Linked DNA regions of Mus musculus: region 1 is linked to region 2. Evidence: chromatin contacts called from public Hi-C data. All regions are on one chromosome and are shown on one strand. The core of a region is the stretch at or near the end of the contact, and the rest is flanking DNA. Distances in the headings are between cores, read along the strand shown. Region 1 has its middle 77 kb from the start of Gm13470. Region 2 has its middle 42 kb from the start of 1700019E08Rik.

What was found. A called contact is a pair of places that touch in the nucleus more often than the background predicts.
Region 1: a contact with region 2 is called in a Hi-C map of bone marrow-derived macrophages, with 10 read pairs. The contact joins two enhancer-like sites.

Annotation. Positions count from the first base shown.
Region 1 is chr2:46,363,762-46,367,786 of GRCm38.p6, reverse strand. No RefSeq gene overlaps it. Among named protein-coding and RNA genes, the nearest start is that of Gm13470, 77 kb to the left of the region's middle. Within about 2 kb of position 1,781, at least 25 of the 459 cell types and tissues checked have an H3K27ac peak or open chromatin away from gene starts, as enhancers often do. A contact at or near this core is called in bone marrow-derived macrophages, where this site is marked.
Region 2 is chr2:45,651,998-45,656,322 of GRCm38.p6, reverse strand. No RefSeq gene overlaps it. Among named protein-coding and RNA genes, the nearest start is that of 1700019E08Rik, 42 kb to the left of the region's middle. Within about 2 kb of position 1,417, at least 6 of the 459 cell types and tissues checked have an H3K27ac peak or open chromatin away from gene starts, as enhancers often do. A contact at or near this core is called in bone marrow-derived macrophages, where this site is marked.

The sequences.
Region 1 (4,025 bases), core at 532-3,031, 710 kb before region 2:
TTTTGTTTTGTTTTGTTTTGTTTTGTTTTGTTTTGTTTCCTTAATGCTTTGGAGTTTCTTCTGAGTTGCTGAAACAAATCTATCAAAAACTGGTTGAAAAATCAGGGTGTTTTCATTAAGTATAGCACCTGCAAGGGCCTCTAACACACAGCAGCTGTGAGTGTGTGGCAGAACTCTCAGAGGTAAAGAGGTTTTGCATTCTTATCTGTGAAAAGTAAATTCTGATGTAGGCTTATATTTCACAGAAATCATTGTTACAGGGTTTTAACAGCTTGTTTTTTATCATCCATGAATCACAAAAAGAACTATTGAGAATTTTTTTCAGTCATTTTGTTTTAAAACATTTTATTAAATGCATCTTTCACAAAAAATATAAAACATGAAACTTTTGTATGTTAATCTCAGAAAATGAAGTATAATGGATAATATATTAAGGCTTTCTTTTCTAATGCAAATTGTACAAATATATGTATATATAAAAACAGTATATTGGGAAAATAAATTAATTTGGATTTTTAAAATTATAATTAAAATAACTGTGAGATTAAAATGATTAGTTTATCTTAATCATGGGTGAATCTTTCACTCTTACATGTCTGTATTTAATATAATGGAATAGCTTTGAAAGATTTTTTTCAATCTTTATCCCTTTTACTTATGAAAATTTCCAGAATAGAAGGAATAAATGAAATTAATTAAAAATGAGGAGTGCTTTGAACAAATCACTTTATAAAATCTTTCTCCAAAGAATCCTGCCAATTGTTTTAAACTATCATCTCACTTTATGTTACTGTTCACTATGGCTTAATTTATTATTTTTGCCTTGAACTCTGGATGTCACATAGTATACCCAATGGTTATAATCTGCATGATATAACAAAAGTCATTGAAATATCCTAAAATATGTGGAGTGGGCCTAATTCTGTCTAGTTAAATTTTCCCACTTTTTCTTGTTTTAGCATGTTCTCAGATCATAGATATGAAATCTTAGACAGTCTATTCTGTAAGACCCTGGGTCCATTTGCATTGAGGATATCTCAGAGATTCCAACACAGATATAATATATGCTTCACCAACAAGATTATAGTATTGATACTTCAAGTATCTAACATCTGATAACTTGCTGTGCCAACTTATTATTTTAGCAGTGAAAGAAGCATATAAATGCCCTCAATTTTTCATCAGAGAATGGATTATAACTATCTACCTCAGTCTGTAAAGGGAACAAATCCAGCCTACTTTATGAACAAGAAAATATTTATTATTTTTTTAACACCAGTGATTCCAAAGGGGGTGGGTGGGAAATAAGAGTATCGTCCTAATCTGACTTCATGAAAAAAGGTAAGCTTAAAGTCAGGTGCTAGATTCTAATTCTAACAAGACTACCCAACTCGCAAACATAGCAAATGTTTTTTCTCCCTACTGTTTGTTCCTCCATTCCACCCCCAGCACACATCACTTTCCCCAAATTAACACCTCCTACCCCAAACCCCAAACATTCTGGCTCTTCTTGATAGCTTTTAAACTCTCTATCAAACACCTGCGTGTGCATTTTGTTCCAAGAGAAAACACAGTCTCTCTTCAGAAGCAAAGAAAGCATATGGCATTTAATTCTCTAAGCACACCCTCAAATATTTTAAGCAACTTCTTGATTTTCATAATTCCGGCTTCTGAAGTGCTTCCTTTTTTACTTCAATTTCAGAATTACTAGGTATCATATGATTGTTGTGAAGCTGTGCACTTTGCAAATCAACCTCAATTATTATTAGCCTTTGCTTTTTCAGCAGGAGAAATAAATTCCCCACAGTGGCCGTTCATTTGCCTCTCAGCATGATCTTGTCCCTAAAGAAACTCAAATCTGTATCTACTTCCTCTTTACTGGTTGGAAAACAATGTTTGATTTCAGTGTGTGTGTGTGTGTGTGTGTGTGTGTGTGTGTGTGTGTGTTAGGTTGGCATAGTCAACAGCAGGATTCTCAGCACCACCTTAAACACGTAAACTGCTTCAAATTCCCAGGAATAGTCTTGTTTCACAGGAAAGCAAAACACTGGGGAATAGTAGATAAGTACTTTGCAGAATTTAGGAAATGCAAATACCACAACTCAGTAACTAGCTGCACTCTGCCCTCATTCCTTGCCTCAAGTTAGAAATACTTGGGGGAATATTGCCAACCCATTAGCATTTCCAGAACTGAACATGCTTTCTTGGAAATACTTTCTTCCCAAGATAGTACTATTGGAATGATAACAAGAAATATTGAGCCCAGCATTCCTGGCTCAGTTCAGGTTTGTAGGGAATAGGCCAGTTCCACAGATCAGATACGTACTCACCTACAATAAACTCTGAAAGTTAAATAGACTACACTCTTTTTGCTTTATTTGATTTTTCCTTGTCAAGAAGTCTTTGAATAAAATGCCAGGACAATAGCTATTTATACCTTTAATGTGACAGTTCCAAAAAATTCTAAGTCACTTTATTTCCAGTACTGATGGTTTCATTGTAAGAATAAGACAGTTAAGACACTTAACAATAGAAAATCAAAGAACAATCAAAGGGTAACAAAACTGAATTTAATCAGTGGATGAGTATGTAAACAGAATTTTTAAAACTTAATTTCTGCTCTGAAGAAGAAAAATTAAAATATTTAAGATGATATTCTATGAAAATTATTTAATTCTCTATGACTTTTATTTTCCTTTTTCAATAACAACTTTTATTTCCCTCTATTCCTATAAATGATCTTGCATGGCTCATCCTACAGGAACATGCAAGAAATTTATGCTTTAAAGCCTTCAGAAGGATGTGAAACAACTAGGGGAAGAAGGGTCTCCTTTTAAGTTTTATAGAAAATACAATTTGACTGTTTTCAATATTTGCAGTGGTGATTTTACATAAATCGTGACCTTGGGAATTGTTCTGTGAGGAGTCTTCAACACTCTTTAGTATTTGAACTGCTCAGTTCTTCAACAAACTAGTCCAACTCTAGTGTTAGCAAAACTTTACAAAACATATTCATACCACTTCAACGCCCATCAGTGGTAGAAAGATAAAGGATGTCAAAGTAATAGACATGGCTAAATCCTAACCCCTTTGTTAATAGTATTCCTAAAATAAAGGCTCTTAGAATTGTTGTTTTGTCTATAGTTTACGAGTTTCATTGTATCACTCAACATGAATTTATTACTTAGCAATACTTTCCATTCTACAAAATCACATCTGAGTCATATGCAACATAGACTGCTACCCCATATCCTTAACTCAGAATTTTCTGTGCCATATTTAATTTTGACTTTTTTATCTGTCCTCATGGAGTTAGAACTGAGGAATGGTGACTATAACATTAATGCTCTTTTCAACTGTGGAAAGCTGCTACACTAATCTTTCAGAAGTTGCTTTTATTCCTTTTGAATCTGTAGTTGACAGTTATATAGAAGATTATATAAAGCTTTCTTAATATTTTGTCGTATCAACATGACATAATAATAATTGCCAGGTCACGTTGTCAAGGGATCATTATACCTTCTGTCAAATACCTAAAACTCCTTTGTCATTTGGATAATTCATTTATGTCTCAAAGTGTCTCATCTATATGGCATTTGAATTCAGAATTTAGAAAGAATTTGGCATTGCTGTGAAAAAACACCATGGGCTAATAATAAGCTGAGTAGGAAATGCTTTGTTTGTTTGTTTGTTTGTTTGTTTGTATTTCTACATCATGGTCCATAATTGTTGGAAGTCAGGGCAGGAATTCAAATAGAGCAGGAACCTAGGAACCTGGAGGCAGGAGCTGAATAGAGAAACCATGGTGAAGTGCTGATTATTGCCTTGCTCTCATGCTTGCTTAGCCTGCTGTTTTATATAAATCAGAACTGTAGCCCAGATGTGGTAAGACCACAGCCCAGGTGTGGTACTATCTATAATGAGCTTGTCCTTCAACCATCCATCACTAATTTTGCCCACAGTCTTGCCTATAGTCAGATCTTGTAACATTTCTTTTCTGAGTCTCCTCTCAGATGACTATACCT
Region 2 (4,325 bases), core at 168-2,667:
GTATTTGGCTGAATGATGAAGTAGCAACTGCTGGAAATAATAATAGGCCTTAAAATAGCAAAAATTCCTGAATGACTATATCAGGGAGTGACCAATTTCTATCATGTGTTGATGTCAATTTAGTACAAGGATATTCCCCAGAGAAAAAAGAAATGAGATTCCAGGCTTGCCGTTCTGTTTTTTTTTTTTTTTTTTTTTCTTTTATTTTTCCTTCAAGTGATTTAAACTACATAAAATCCCCTTCCAGGATCAGCTATGGAGCATACTGGGAATGTCAAAAGGCCAAATGACAGGAAATGCCTTGTGTATGTATAATAAGGAATCAGGTTACTTTCCACACTTAATGTTTGTATGTGTGTCTGTCTATCTATCTGTGTGTGTCACTGTGTCTCTATAAGCCTGTATACACACACACACACACACACACACACACACACACACATATTATGAGTGCATGAAATGGAAAACAATGATTCATTTAGTACCTTGAAAATAAATGGAAAATTCCTTTACCTGAAATTTAAACTCTTGAGGGTAGAAGGATTAAAGAATGGAGAGTTCAAGGCCATTTTGTTACTTAGAGGCAGCCAAAGACACTTGACTCCTTGTCACATATTAAAAAGCAAATTGAAACATTATCTAAGATCATGAATCCTGAACTTCTACCAGCCACCATTTCTCAGTTCCTTTGTCTGTTTCCTTGAAAAGAAGTGTGCAGGTATAATAGAGATGGATATGGAAGTGTAATAGATATGAATCAGCTAACATATGTTCTTCACTCCTGTGACTCAATAGACAAAAATCCATAAAGCCAGGCTCGATCAGCAGGAAAAAAAAAGACAGTTATCTTTCAAAAATAGGCAGACAACAATCCTGTTACCACCTGATGGACATAAGCTAAAACAGGCTCAAAGGTTTGGATTTCCATGTGTTCTTGAAAATATTGAATCATTTGCAAATGTGTAAAATTAGAAAAGTCTTATTTTAAAGGCCTGGTTGATTTTTTTCTATGAAAAGAAAAATTCACACCACTGTATGCCTACTTGGGAACATTTGTCTGACACTGTACAGTGGACAGAGCAAGCCATCTTGTCTTTACCTCCTCGGTTGCCTTATACCAAGTGTCCCTTAGTGTTCCCACTGCATCCTCAGTGGAGTTGAGAAGCTGGAGCTGAGAGCATCAATTGCAAAAGTTAAGAAATACATAAAAGGGAAAATTAGAGTTTCTTACCCAATGAAAAAATATTTGATGGTTTCAATAGCTGGAATAAGATATCATTGCCAAAAAAAAAAAAAAATCCTCAAAGGAAAAGGGTTTATTTCATCTTAAACTTCCCAAGGTAATAGTCCATCACAGAGTGAAAACAGGGCAGGAACTGAGCAGGGTAGGACACCAAGGGCAGCAGCTTAAGCAGAAGTGTGAAGTAGCACTGGTTACTGGATTTTCCATATGGCTTACTCAGGCTGCTTGCCTTCTTCCTCTTCCTATTAAAATCATTTTTTGAGATTATAATTATGTCACTTCTTCCTTTCCCTACCCACAAACCCTGCTGTACCTTCTTTCTTACTCTCTTTTAAATTATTAACTATTATTTCAAATAAATATGTATTCCTACATATATAAGTGCAACTTTCTCAGTCTATATAATATTATGTGTGTACACACACACACACACACACACACACACACACACTATATATATATATATTTTTTTTTTCCAGAGGTGACCATTTGGAATTAGATAACCATTTGGTGTTAGTTGCATGCTGATTTTTTAGTGTCGGTTGTCACCTAGTGAGCTTCTCCCATGCCAGCTGTCAGCTGTCCACATTAGCAAGTCTACTGCTGTCTTCCTGTTGAACAGGGAACCATGTTGGAGAGACATTATGAGTACTGATTCCGACATTCCCAGGTTCCCCATTCCTCGGGCATTTACAGTCTTTCTGCTCTGTCTTTGGCAGTGACCTGTGAGCCTTAGTTACCTCACCATGCTTTCTATCTACAGTTCAGGACTACCTTTCCCAGGTGTAGTACAGAACCCACACTGTGGCTGCCCTCTCTCCATCAATCATTAATCAAGAAAATGTGCTACAGGATTACCTACAAGCTATCTGATGGAGGCATTTTTCTAGTTGAGATGTCTATTCCCAGGCAGATCTCTAATTTGTGTTCAGTTGACAACAAGCTAGCCAGGATAATTGTCTTGCACCAATTGTCCCAAGACATATTTAACCTGATGGTAAGAGGGGAAGTGGTGATTTGATTTCAAAAGCAACGGAAGCAAAGGTAGGAGACAACCAACTCCAAAAGTTGTCCTCTAACTCCCACATAATTGCTGTAGTCATGGAAAACATATGGCTGAACACACACACACACACACACACACACACACACACACACCACCACCACCACCACCACCACCATCACCACCAACAACAATAAAAATAAATAAATAAGTAAATAAATAAGTAAATAATCTAAAGTAAAGAGTTACCCCTGAGGTATGGAAGAGAGAGTTTGTATAGGAACTGGTAACAGAATGAAGCAAATAATAAAAAAAAAGATGAAAGGGGGATGGAGAGAGGGAGAGAGAGACAACAGAAACAGAAAACCTAGGATATTAACTAATTGCCTTAAAATTGTCTTTGATCGTTACCATTGCTATTCTCTTTGGAAGTAAAGTTCACAACAGAACAGGAAAATATCTAAGACTTTGAAGCCTCAGAGTTCTCACAGATTGCTCAGTTTCTGAATAACCAATACAGCTGAAATTTCCTGACAACACACTAGCAAAAGTAACTACCAAAGTCTTTTACTTATTCTTAAAGCTTTGTGTCTACCTGCTTTAGGCAGAACTCAGGAATCCTGCAGAGGAAGGAGCGGAAGTATTGGCACCATCAGAGGAATCAAGGACACCATGAGAATGGCCCACAGAGTCAACTGATCAGGACTCAAGAGGGCTCACAGAGATTAGGGAGCCTGTATGGATCGAATATAGGTCCTTTGCATTTATGGTATGTTGGTATGTGTATGGTCTGCTGTTCTTGTGGGATTCCTTACAGCAGGAGCTGGGGCTTTCTCTGACCATTGCCTGCCTTTGAGAAACTTTTCTTCCTGTTGGGTTGCCTCATCCAGTTTCGATGTGAGAGTATGTGCCTGTCTTACTGCAGGTCATTGTGTCATACTTGCTTGTTGTTTCTGGAAGGCCTTCTCTTTTGAAGGAGGTGTGGGGGGGGGGTAGATCCAAGCCGAAAGGGAAGAGTTGGGGAAGAGTCTGAGGGGAGAGAAGGATAGAAAACTGCAATCAGGAACAACACATAAGAGGACAATAAATAAAAGGGAAACTCTTTTTAAAGGCACCCCATTCAGTGTTAACAAGTTTCAACAAGTACCCAGGCTCAGTAAGTGCTTTAATACCACCATTTATTCTTTCCTTCTTTATTATGATTCTCTAGAGAATAAACTTATTTAAAAGGCAGAAATCATAAGAGAGTAAAAAAATTCACTTTTAGATAAGAATGTCTAAAAATACTATTCCATGCCTCCAATTCACAACCTCCTATATACATGCACACACTGAACATAATCTACTAGTTTTCAATTATGCCCAAGTTCACACTGAAAACTCTGTCCTAGGAGTTCTCAATGCTTCCAGTTTTTTGAGGACACATTCTTCTTCATCTAGAAGCACTTACTTTGGACGGAGATGTGGAAATTCATGTTATTTAAACACAGAATATTAAGATGAGGCAGAGAGCAACAGGGTGGCATATAAAGGGGATTCCATCTGTCAGTGGAAAATTAAAATATAATTAAATAATAATATATTGGAACTCGACAATATGCTTCCTTTACACTTGTGTTAATAGTTTATCAGATGCCTGACATAGATTAGAGTCAAGGACATTCTGAAACTGTCTATAATTAAGACCCTTGAATTGCATCCAAAAGAGGGGCCACTGAATCCAATGCCTACCATTATATACATTATGTACATTCTTTTAATAAGAATCATTTGGCAAAGTGCACTTCTCTTGGAATTTTTTTTTAAAGTCACATTTTACTAATTTGTTGCTAAATATACTGAGGCCACTATTATATAGAGAGGTAGGTTCAATACATATGCAACTAGATTATGCTCCGATGTAAAGGATTTGTATGCTTCTTGTCCCATATATGTGACATGCCATCCTATTTTTAAATAGTAAAAGCAGATCTACTTAGAGTTGTATAAATTTCTAATGAGTTCACTGATCAATCTCTTCTACTTACCAATCTTACTACAACTAGTATAGCTTCTAGAAAAGTCTTTTAGTTTTGGACA